Regions from separate parts of the Bombyx mori genome. Here region 1 is linked to region 2. A link is a contact called in public Hi-C data. All regions are on one chromosome and are shown on one strand. The core of a region is the stretch at or near the end of the contact, and the rest is flanking DNA. Distances in the headings are between cores, read along the strand shown.

Evidence for each region. A called contact is a pair of places that touch in the nucleus more often than the background predicts.
Region 1: a Hi-C map of midgut shows a contact between it and region 2, with 2.6 times the contacts expected there. The contact joins two enhancer-like sites. A contact is called at or near these places in 3 of 7 Hi-C or Micro-C datasets (midgut and whole pupa).

Annotation. Positions count from the first base shown.
Region 1 is chr10:6,341,883-6,347,687 of ASM3026992v2, reverse strand. It overlaps EcR (ecdysone receptor), which reads right to left. Exons shown (of 9, transcript NM_001173377.1): 9 at 5,652-5,805. Among protein-coding and RNA genes, the nearest start is that of LOC134199492, 7.0 kb to the right of the region's middle. Within about 2 kb of position 4,062, at least 7 of the 8 cell types and tissues checked have open chromatin away from gene starts, as enhancers often do.
Region 2 is chr10:6,254,001-6,259,815 of ASM3026992v2, reverse strand. All of the region lies in intron 3 of EcR (ecdysone receptor), which reads right to left. Among protein-coding and RNA genes, the nearest start is that of LOC105842224, 42 kb to the left of the region's middle. Within about 2 kb of position 2,950, at least 3 of the 8 cell types and tissues checked have open chromatin away from gene starts, as enhancers often do.

The DNA.
Region 1 (5,805 bases), core at 2,813-5,312, 87 kb before region 2:
AACCAACGTCCAAACCTCGCATGAGACAGAACTCATGACAAGGCAAAGGGGGGAAAGTGAAGCGTTTAGTGCGGAGCACATCTCTCCCATCACCCTCCCCCTCGGGACGCCGGACTGGCGGTCGTCGGCGCCACGACTACCAGCCCTCTCGGTCGACAGACTGTCCGAAGCCCGCCTAGATGGCGCCGGTTAGAGTGGGTTACCCTACGGAATACCCCGCTGGGCCAGAACCAGCGTGGGTCGAGGATAGCCGGCCTTCCATCACCCGGATGCTCTTGCGTAAAACGCGTGCAGAGCAGCTTGCACGTCGTCTTCTTAGGCCCCCCTCGCCGGTCCCCAGACCGACATGTGAGGGGGACCCGAAGCACTTAGAGGGCCAGGGCTTGGGCGAGATCCGCCTCCCTGGCCCCCGCTCGACGGCGGCGGGATTGTGCGTCTCTCACGCGCCCCGCCGCCTCCTTCTGCGAGATGGTGCACTCGCAGAAGTTGTCTGCGTGGGTAGGTACCACCTCCCTATTTCTAACGCGAAACAGTTACGCCTTCTGGTTTGAAGAGCGGGATAGCCTTTATACAAATGAGACTTAGACTTTAGCCTCAAAGTGTGTGGCGGTATTCATATTGTGTTGATTACGATAACAATTTAAATGCAGATCGGCCTTAAGCTAAACGAACAAACACACAATGCATTCGGAGTAACGATAAAGCCATTTTATTGCTTTGTCAAAATTAACGCTAATCTAGGTTTACTGGTGGTCTGGAGGCCTTTCCCGCTTAACCAGGACAGGTGGGCGAGCAGAGGCTTAGCCCGGTGGGGTGGGATTGGCTAACAGGTGCCCGAGCGCGTCCGAAGAAGACCTAACTCGAGAGCAGCTGCTTCGCGGATGAATCTACTACCGGATCGGAATCGCGACCCGCTGAGAAGATCCGCCGAGAAACTCAGCGGACTGATGCATAGGTAAGGTTGCACGTCGAACTCTTTGTCGAGTTTGACAAGTACGGTTAACGGGGTCCCTTAGCTGGCTGCTACTGTTAGACCTGAAGGCGTTTAATGTAAGGGGTGTTGGGTCTGATAGATCCGTAAGGATGTGTCCAGGGCAAATGCTAATCATTCCGAGGCGCATGCTTAACCGATTAAAATATTTTATTTACGTAATCTAAATAATAAAACAACGGTCGAATTGTTAAATATTGTTGGGATTAAAGCTATATGAGATTCAATATGATTTCATAGTTTACTCGATTACAAAAAATCATCCTTTGTAACCTTGGCTTTTTGAATAAGCTATGCACAAAAAAACAAGTTATGATTTACGATAGAACATTTTCCCTCGCACAATTTGTTTTTTGTATCCGGCTCGAAGTGCAAGTATTATATTCGTGAATCCGTCTTATGGAATTTCAACAAAGAAGTCTAACAATCACGTTATGTTTTAGTCAAAATCCCGGAGCCCCTAATTACGTTCTCTCATCAAAGCAATACAATAATTGTGTTCTTGATAAATATGATACGTCCGTTGTTAAGAACTAATTCAGCAATACCGTGCACACTTTACGGTTTTGAAAACGTAACATAAATGTTTTTTTAAACATATGCTGATAGCCTTGAGAGGCTATTTCAGCCTCCCTAACGTGTAGGTGAGCTCACGGAGCTCAAACCGGAAATGTCGCTAACGATGGCCCTTTGGCCACTGGCGGAAGTGTTGCTAACACTGGAACTTTAGCAAGAGCAATGTTTGCAGAATCTACCACCGGATCGGAAACGCGTACCCACTGAGAAGATCCGGCGAGAAACTCAGTGGGCTATGTCTATGGGTTAATTTACTCGTCGAGCCCTTCGTCGCAAGCGACGGGTTCGGCGAGGACGGTGACCGGTGCTTGAGGTACCTAAAAACATCGGTAATGGATCAAGAGGATCCATAATGACGTGTTTAGGGCAACGTTAACGTAAGAGATTTGATCCACGCTTCGGTTTTTTTTCTTTTTTTCACAGTATGCTTAAAGTTCGATCAAAAGCCTTTTAAGTTAAGCAAACCGAAATCCAAGGTTTTTTTGAGAATTCGGTTATTGCCAAAATATCTTAACACAATGTTACGGCCAGAACATAGATAGCGCTGTACGGCACCTCTCAACTAATTATGCAAAACTGATGCAAGCGGTGTTTAGACATAAAGGACACAGGCTACGGAGATGACATCACGTATCCTAAAAGATTCAAGTATCTGACATTTACGTGGGAAGATAGATAGATTCTTTAGTTATAATTTGCGTGTTATTTTTACAGTTTTAGGTTGTTCACACTGGCACACTAGATCTGTTTAAAAAAAGGATGAACGTCAACGTCAGTTATTAGTTGTCATTACCACGTTACGAGTGGTGTTTTCGAATATTTTGGTTTTAAAATCCACTAGTTTTCGCCCTGCAATCCCACATTATGATGTAGGGTTGCATGGTTGCTATGCAGGGTTGACTCAGTCACTCATAGGCCGCGACGTGAATGCCGTCATTCAAACTCCGTTTCAATTAGGATCGCGCGCTGTTTCGTGCAGAAATGGGCAAGATGATATTTACTGGTGGTAAGACCTTTCGCGAGTCCGCACGGGTAGGTACCACCACCCTGCCTATTTCTGCCGTGAAGCAGTATTGCGATTCGATTTGAAGGATGGGGTAGCCGTTGTAACTATACTGAGACCTTAGAACTCATATCTCAGGTGGGTGGCGGCATTCACGTTGTAGATGTCTATAGGCTCCGGTAACCCCTTAACACCAGGTGGGCTGTGAGCTCACGCACCTATATGTATATGCAATTAAAAAATGTATAAAAAGGTTATTGAAAAAATAAATAAAAGACAAGCTTTTTTTTTTATAATTTTATCTTGAGGTGTAAGTTTATTCGCATAACAATATTTCATACAAATTTCCTCGTTTTTGTACCCACCTTCTTAGTTTTGTCTCTCTGGTTATTATTATTTTATAAAAGTTGACTCTATAAAGTTTTTAAACGTATCGTCATGTCTATATCCCTATAACTAATTCGCTTCACCGCTGTCGTTAAACATAACACAGACAATAATCAATGCAAAACAAATACATTAGGAGGGAAACAAGTTTATGTCGCGTTTAAATAAAATAACATAATATAAATCAAGTGTACACGGAATGGTCACTTGTGTAGGAAGCGGCTATCCACTAACAGAGATTGCACACATAGCACTGGTATCAATATTCTAGCCAAACCGCGGGGCTGCCAGTTACACCTTATAAGAAAATTCGTTACTAAATAACAACTAAATCACTTTAAAATCAATTCAAAATGTACATTATTCGTCTTATGTAAACAAATCTAATCTGCTACAAAAAAAAAATAGTTTAAATACAAAGTTCGCTTAGTTTAGTCTTTCTATTATAAAATTATTCCCTTAAGTATTTAAAAAAAAAAAAAACACAATATTGAGAGTGAATACGTCACATCGCAACTCACTTGTGATTTCGAATTATTATATTATTATGCATCTCGTGTACATTCAACGAACGAACACTAGTATATTGCGTTGACACATTAAAACTAAAAATTGACTGTACAATTAATATGTAAATATTTGTACATATTGCACTCTGAAATAACAAAAAAAAAAATATTAAGAAATATTTGTCGAAACGAAGAATACATACGCAGAACGAATTGTCTCAATAAAATACGAAATTAGAGAAAACAGCAATCACAATGTTCGCAGCTCGTACACTATTCTAAGTCCCTATGGCTTACAAAGCTTACAAAAGATAAATACAGAGGTCATTTACAAAAAAAAAAAATATACCCAAATAATATAAAAATAACAACAGCCATCTGTACTTCTTAGATGAATAAAACTAAAGGTACATATGTCAAACATATGACAATAGGATCTATAGGTCTCTATGTACAAGTTAATGGACAAGCGGTAGACTCCCGACCGGTCCACCTCAAACAAAACTCTCGAAGGCATCCAACCGGCAACGCCGGCTCCGCACCGTCCATTCCGACTGTAGTCAACTGTACTCGACTGTACTGCACTGTACTCCACACTGTATTCGACTGTACTTCACTGTACTCAACTACGCGCACGTGGTCGCTTGCGTGTGCCGTCTCTCCGTCGTCACAATCAGACACACAACTATCATATTCTCTCATTATCAGCTAAGACACGAATTAATTTTATGGTAGTTATTATTATTTTCTCGTTCGAGATTATTAAATACTAACAGTTTATTTATTACGTTGTCGATGATTATAACGTCGACAAACACGATCGCTCGTGCACCGACGGAAGCCGGATCCTATGAAGCTATTCATGAGACCTACGCGACGAACGACGTATAACATTTATTACTTATCGTATGGCAGTTATATTTGTCGAAGGCGAAATGCGAACGCGGAGCGAATCCTAACGTTGTCCACGATCGCACCGCACTAATAAGGCAACGTATCGTAGCTAATATTTCCATGATCGATTAACATCTAAAGACTACAATCGCGACGTATGAAAGATTCATCGACTTTAGATAAAAACTGTGAATTTATGATCACGCATACGAGATCGCACCGTGTATATTATACGTTTGTAATGGCAGTGTGTGTTATCGATGCGCCTCTGAAACCGTGGAGGCTTAAGACACTCCAGTGATAATTTGTGCTATGTACGACTAATGCTAAGTTAAATCGAAGAGTTATCTCTAAGCGAACTAGCACGGTCCTCGGTGCAGGTTCGATCGTGACGCGCTTGTATATATTTACATACAGGATAATTCTCCCGAAACGGAGACCGCTATTCATTTGATAATAATGTCTCATGTTTAGTGAGCCCTCAATGGAACGCGTACAGAATCCATTGCGGTTTTTGTTCCATGATTTTTACGTGATTCGTACTGCGGTCACTCGCACGCATTGCGGGCTCAAGCACCAAACGATTGTTTTCCTCCTTAAGTTAAGGTAATAAATATATTTTGTAGCTTTCGACTTCGGGAGCTCACATCCTGTACAGAAATGAATTTCATAAACAACAATCACACAAATTACGGTACGCTAAACACATTGAACACGCCAAACAGACACTTATTATTAGCATATTTATCGCGAAGTTTACAGATGACGAGATATTAGCGTGAATACGGAGCGAGAAAACGATATGGTGTGACAATAAATTACAATTATGTAATGTTAGAGGGAGACAGAAGGCTTCGAGACGGACACTGAGTACTGAGTGACTCATATAGTGCTCTAAACGAGTTCAGATTACGAACTCAATACGTGCTTATCACGATTACCGGTAAATGAGATCGATTAAATTTAGATTTTATTTACTATATTTCCATTCATCAACAGCGTAGACACAATTAGCTGATCCTAAAACAACTGTATTTTAGCGTCGTTACGGTACAGTTTCGTTTGTGATTATTTCAGTTAAATAAGTTGTTTTGTGTTTGTCTTGATTTGGTATATACGAAATCTGAGGGTAGTTTGTTTAGAATCGTTTGTAACACTTTTAAATCGCGTTAGATTTTTTCCCAAAAATGTATCAAAAAATATTTAGTAATATTAGGTAAATAAGTCATTGGCGTCACGCCAATGTAGATTTGTTAGACACGATGTTTTTAATCTTGTTCTTTTGTTTTTATTTGATTAACTTTTTTAGATTGGCAAACGAGCTCACGGCCCTTCTTGAGACATGAGGTTGAAGTCTCAAATTTGTACTGTAATATTGGTTGTCCACTTTTCGAACCGCGGCGAGCTGACAAAGAGATTTGCCAATGATGCTTTTATTGAAAATA
Region 2 (5,815 bases), core at 1,701-4,200:
ATGTTAATGTTGGATACGGAATTTATTAAAACAATGCCGGTTCTAATGCACACTGTGTTATTTCAAATCATGATGGTTCGAGTGTCGACAGTCGGCAGATCAAAGCTGACACGCCGGAAGACATAGAGGCCACATGACGAGGTTAAACTATTATTGTTTCCCAAATTATGAATTTTTTACAGAGACGTTGATCAGATATAAAAACTTTTTATGCGTTTTGTATGGCAAAGACAGTTATAGCTGCTTTCGTTTGTACAAGAATTTAAAATGTGTTTTCTTAATTATAATACACAAATCGAAAAACGTCGCGAAATCAACGGCCTCAAGCTAGAAATTTCTTCTGTGTTATTGACGAGGAAAACAAATACAAGACATGATAAAAATACACACAAAATTCAAGAATTCAAAATCAGAAACGAAGACATTGACACTAACTGTTACTTCGAATATGTACCAATAAGATTAGATACCCTAAGCTGATGTGGCAATCAAACAATTAATACAGTTTTGTATTATTATTTTTATGAGGCCTCAAGCTAGAAATTTCTTCTGTGTTATTGACAAGGAAAACAAATACAAAACATGATAAAAATACACACAAAATTCAAGAATACAAAATCAGAAATGAAGACATTGACACTAACCGTTACTTCGAATATGTACCAATAAGATTAGATACCCTAAGCTGATGTAGCAATCAAACAATTAATACAGTTTTGTATTATATTTTTTAAGAATAAATAACACGAGTCAAATATAAAACTCACCACGGAACTAACAAACTGTCCCAAAATATAGGTACCTTCAAATAAGAATTGAAACAACTCATAACTTTAGCCTGGTACTATGTATGTATATCTATGCTACCTTTTATTTTATAGGTCTGTGTCGAAAAGAAAGTATGTAATAAAAAATAAGTTACTTAAGCATGTAGGATTTATTATTATTTTTTCCAGCACACCGTATTTATTTTATTTATAACCGAACACAACAAGCACATTATATTGATGTTAAATATTTACTACTCAAGTGTATTTTATGTTTATAATGGCCTTTTGAAATGTGGCTATAAAGTAGCAATGGATATTAAGTTTACATGTATTGTTCTAAGCGATGTTATAAAATGTCGACTCTCTTATTGCGTGTTTATGATAATATACTAGTCATATAATATGTTGCTTCTGTTAATCTAATATACCAGAATTAATATCTTTGTGTTAGTTTTTTAATTGTCTATACGTTAGAATATGATTTATTGAATTGAAGACTTTGATGCAGTTTTTGTTGACTTTTATTCTGTTGTTAATTACAGTACAGGGGGTATATCTCGACGCTTGAAAGGCAAACATGATTAAACGACAATGCGTGAACTTTACAGTAGACTAATTTAAAGTTGAAATACCTGTAAACAAAATTTATTTTAACGAATCTAGTAGTAGTAGAATCTAGCTAGTAGCTGTAGGATTGAAATTATTTTAATAGACCTAGAAATATATATTTTTTGCGCATTGAATATGGTTATTGCCTATCATTTATGTACAAAGCAGTTATTGTCGCTTAGTCACTTTTGCCTTTCAAGCGTCGATATGTATATTTCAAACATTAAGTTTTGAATGCAAGTTTATTCTCTTATTTTTTTCAACAGATGAATCGTAATGAATACATTGGAATGGAACTTCGGTTCAATGTTCCTATGAAGAGACTGAACCTATATCTAAACGATAAAGCGCCAAATATACCTATTATAGAATATTAGGCCGTGAATAAATGAGATAGAACGCTTACGTAGTTTTAATTTCTGCGTTGTATGAATTTCACACGTGTTTGTTTTTTGTTGTTTTCCGATCAAATAAAATTGTATTTAAATTAACGAAAGTAAAATAATTCCTGACGTATCTTAGTTAAGCAACTGTGAAATATATGAGTTGAGGTTTCCGATAATACAATCTTTACAATACAAATTTGTTCATGTATTTTTGATTGTTCAACTCTAGCACCATATAATTTTTTAATTAACGAAATTCCTTATACTCTAATTGCTCAATTCATGGGCTCTAAAGACGATGTGCCATATAAATTGCGGCAATTCTGTTTAATTACAGATCGACAGATAGCGGTCGCCGCCCGCCGTGTAATTTATTTAAAGGACTGCCTTTTGCTAACGTCTTCGCTTGTAAGAATCTGACATTATTTAACTTTAAAATTTTACTAATATTATGTCTACCATTACCTTACATACCATTGTGTACCAAATGTATTGTGAATGTGTTTCATTTGGCTTCTTATTTTGCTTCTGTACTTTAATACTTTTTAATTGACTAAGAACTGGAATGTTTCGTAGTAGTACGCAAAATAAACTTGAGATATAGACAGGTCTAAATCCATGCAACAATGAGAAACTTGATTGTAACTCAATAATGATAGAAAACCCCAAAAAAAGGCATGAAAGCTAAAAAAGTAAAGAAAACATTTTGAAAACTTCATCTTCTTGAAGATATGTAACCACCGTGCACCGTATGCCGTTTTTTTTTTGTTCTGAGATCAGACGAGTAATATTTTTATTTTTTTATTGCCTTTGTAGGCAGACGGGCATACGGCCCACCTGATGGTGAGTGGTTACCGTCGCCCATGGACTTCAGCAATGCCAGGGGCAGAGCTAAGCCGCTGCCTACCGCTTAATACTCTAATCTCCATAGCAGCTCCGTAAGCTAATTTAAAATCCATCTCAAAGTTACATCCAAAAAGACGCAACGACAAGAATTGAATTCAAATTTGGTGACTAGAGAATTAACAAATTTTCTTGAGCCGACTTCAAACTTCATGTTTTTTTTTTAAATCGCACAATCACTATCTTTACATGGACATAAATACACCAATTTCTGTATGTACAGAGAAGAGTGACACGCGGACATTAATCACAATGTTCACATTGTCGCTGCATCGTACTGATGAGATCATTTTTGTTAACGATGAACCTGACGAGAATAGACCGTGAACAGACTGTGTACAACACGATCGAGATTTGTTTTACGTTCAGAGTTTGAAACCCGCTAAAATGGTTTCTCAACTCTAAAGTTGGTTTGAAAACATTGAATTGAGCAGTTTTTATCGAAATAATGACGTGGTCGTTCTTCAGTCACGAATAATTAAGATTCCTTCTCGCAAAGCTGTCCTATTAAAATAAACTAGAGGTCCCGCAGTAGTCGAAATTCGACTATAATTAATTGGAATTGTAAGTTTGTACACTATTATGATTGTATTTTATACTTCTATAATCACAAATTTCGCCAAGACTACACTATACAAAATATTAACAAAGACAAACAATATTTAATCTATTCTCAATTTGACAACAGACGTCAAGAACAAAAGTTTGACAATAAATAGTATGCATGCGTGTGTGCGTCAAATACATGGTATGTAGTGTGTGTAATGTTTTCTTTATTGATTTACTGTATATTTATGCATTATTTAAAAAAATATCAGCATTGTCCACTTCTTCTCTATATTCTGTATAAGTGTGGAAAATTTCATACTCCTCCGTCCGCGCAATTTTCGTAAAAAGGGATACAAAGTTTTTGCTTCACGTATTAATATATAGATAAAAACATATCCATATTTCGCTTTAAGCAATCCGATGATAGCTTTAAACGAATAGCTTTATTGATATGTATTGGTAGTGAACATTTGAAGCTAGTATTAGTATTGACGTGTTTTATTAATGTCAGATTAATCTTTGAGGGCGTTCACCTAATTTAAAGGCGTTGAAACATGTCTCCATATCGCTTGAAAAATAATAGTAATAAACCAAACTTAAACTCTGTTAGCTTTGTTAGTTAAAATGTATTTTAAGCTTCGCCTTTACTAAGAGTTTCATCTGGCGTTTATATAGCATTGTATACTCAAAATCGGAGGGAGCTAAATCGAGACTCGTAATGTAAAAACCCCTACCGATAATAAAAAAATTCAAAAGAACTGCAGTTTTATTTAGCATTTTCATATTTTCTTTCCTCTTGTCTCGTTTCATTAGAGGGCCGACAGTGTGTAAAGGCAGAGCAATGATGTTTTAGATCTCTGAACGTACGTAAGCACTTACAATTTTTTCTCTCTTCATTTAAATACAAGAAGACAGCTAGAGACGGACTGAGGTCGGTCATTTATAAATAGTTTATGCTAACAATAACTCATTCCCGAGGGTCATCAGACGACTAATTAGGCTAACCACGTTAACAGCAGAGTGAGCTCAATCAGCTTATTGTGAAAGGGATTATGTCTTCGGGAAAGTGAATGTTCTTATTTTATTTTTTATTTTACAAACTACCATTTATATTATTCTTCTAATGCAGATTTTAGAGAATCCTATCGAAAAATTCGATTTGAATTTTAAAATTTTCTTTAATTTCAACAAGTGAGTCTTTATAGTACTAAGCTGTGGTAATACTGCTGTTGCTGCTACTGCTCATTAATGTAAATAGAAGATAGAATTGCATTGTAATTACAAATGCTCTATCTACTCTATTAATGGCTTCGAGTCATAATGTTAGTGCAGCAGTAATCACCCGAGTGGGCTCACAACACATGACCACCGAAATTAGAACAATTAATTTGAACACTTTTAATGACTTTGCTAAATTTTACGCGAACCATTGTTTTCGATGCAAATCGATTAGTTACTGAACTGTCTGACCTCACCTGTATTTTCAAAATGCACTATTTACCCCTTCCAATGATATTTGAATGAAAATCGTTGATTCTGTTGTGTCGATGTGCAATAGTCGTATGAAGAACTTATTTCAGTTGCTCTTGTTCATCGGGGCAACGCTGTATAAATTGTAGGCATAGTATTGATTGAAAGCAAGATTGGAACAATGGTAATACGATTGTGTCGATCGATATTCCGGGTGTGTTTGACCGTGTCGCACAACGAGCTTGCTTTATGATTCTTACGACTGATATTTATCGTAAAGCAAGATTTGCTGAAAATTACATTGAAACATTTCATTACATACATAATAGAATATGGCAACAAAAACAGCGTGAATTACGTATCTCTTACTTGACCAACGAAAAATTCTATATGTACTTATGTTTAATTTTAGAATTTTGGTCGGTATATTTTTTTATGCCAATTTTGTAATATAAGATTAAAAAAAAATCAGTAGTGGTTGATCGATTGATCTCCGAATATTGATGCACTTCGAACAAAGCATTAGCAGCTTAAAATGAAGTTCCCAAAGGATTTTCGAAAATATTTTTTATATGTGTTGCCGCAGAATAGAATAGAAATCGGCCGCAAAGAATTATCATAATTAATATAAGTTGTGTATGAATATAAATTAAATATTCGAATATTATTCCACATCATGGGCTCATATGCTATTTATATGATGATGGGTGGACGAGCTCACAGCCCACTTGGTGTTAAGTGGTTACTGGAGCCCATATACATCTACAACGTAAATGCGCTACCCACCTTGAGATATAAGTTCTAAGGTCTCAAGTATAGTTACAACGGCTGCCCTACCCTTCAAACCGAAACGCATTATTGCTTCACGGCAGAAATAGGCAGGGTGGTGGTACCTACCCGCGCGGACTCACAAGAGTCCTACCACCAGTAATTACGCAAATTATAATTTTGCGGATTTGATTTTTATTAAACGATGTCATTCCTTCACCGTGGAAGTCAATCGTGAACATTTGTTGAGTACGTATTTCATTAGAAAAATTGGTACCCGCCTGCGGCATTCGATCACCGGTGCATCGCTTCAACACGAATGCACTGGACGTCTTATCTTTTAGGCCACGACGACTTCTG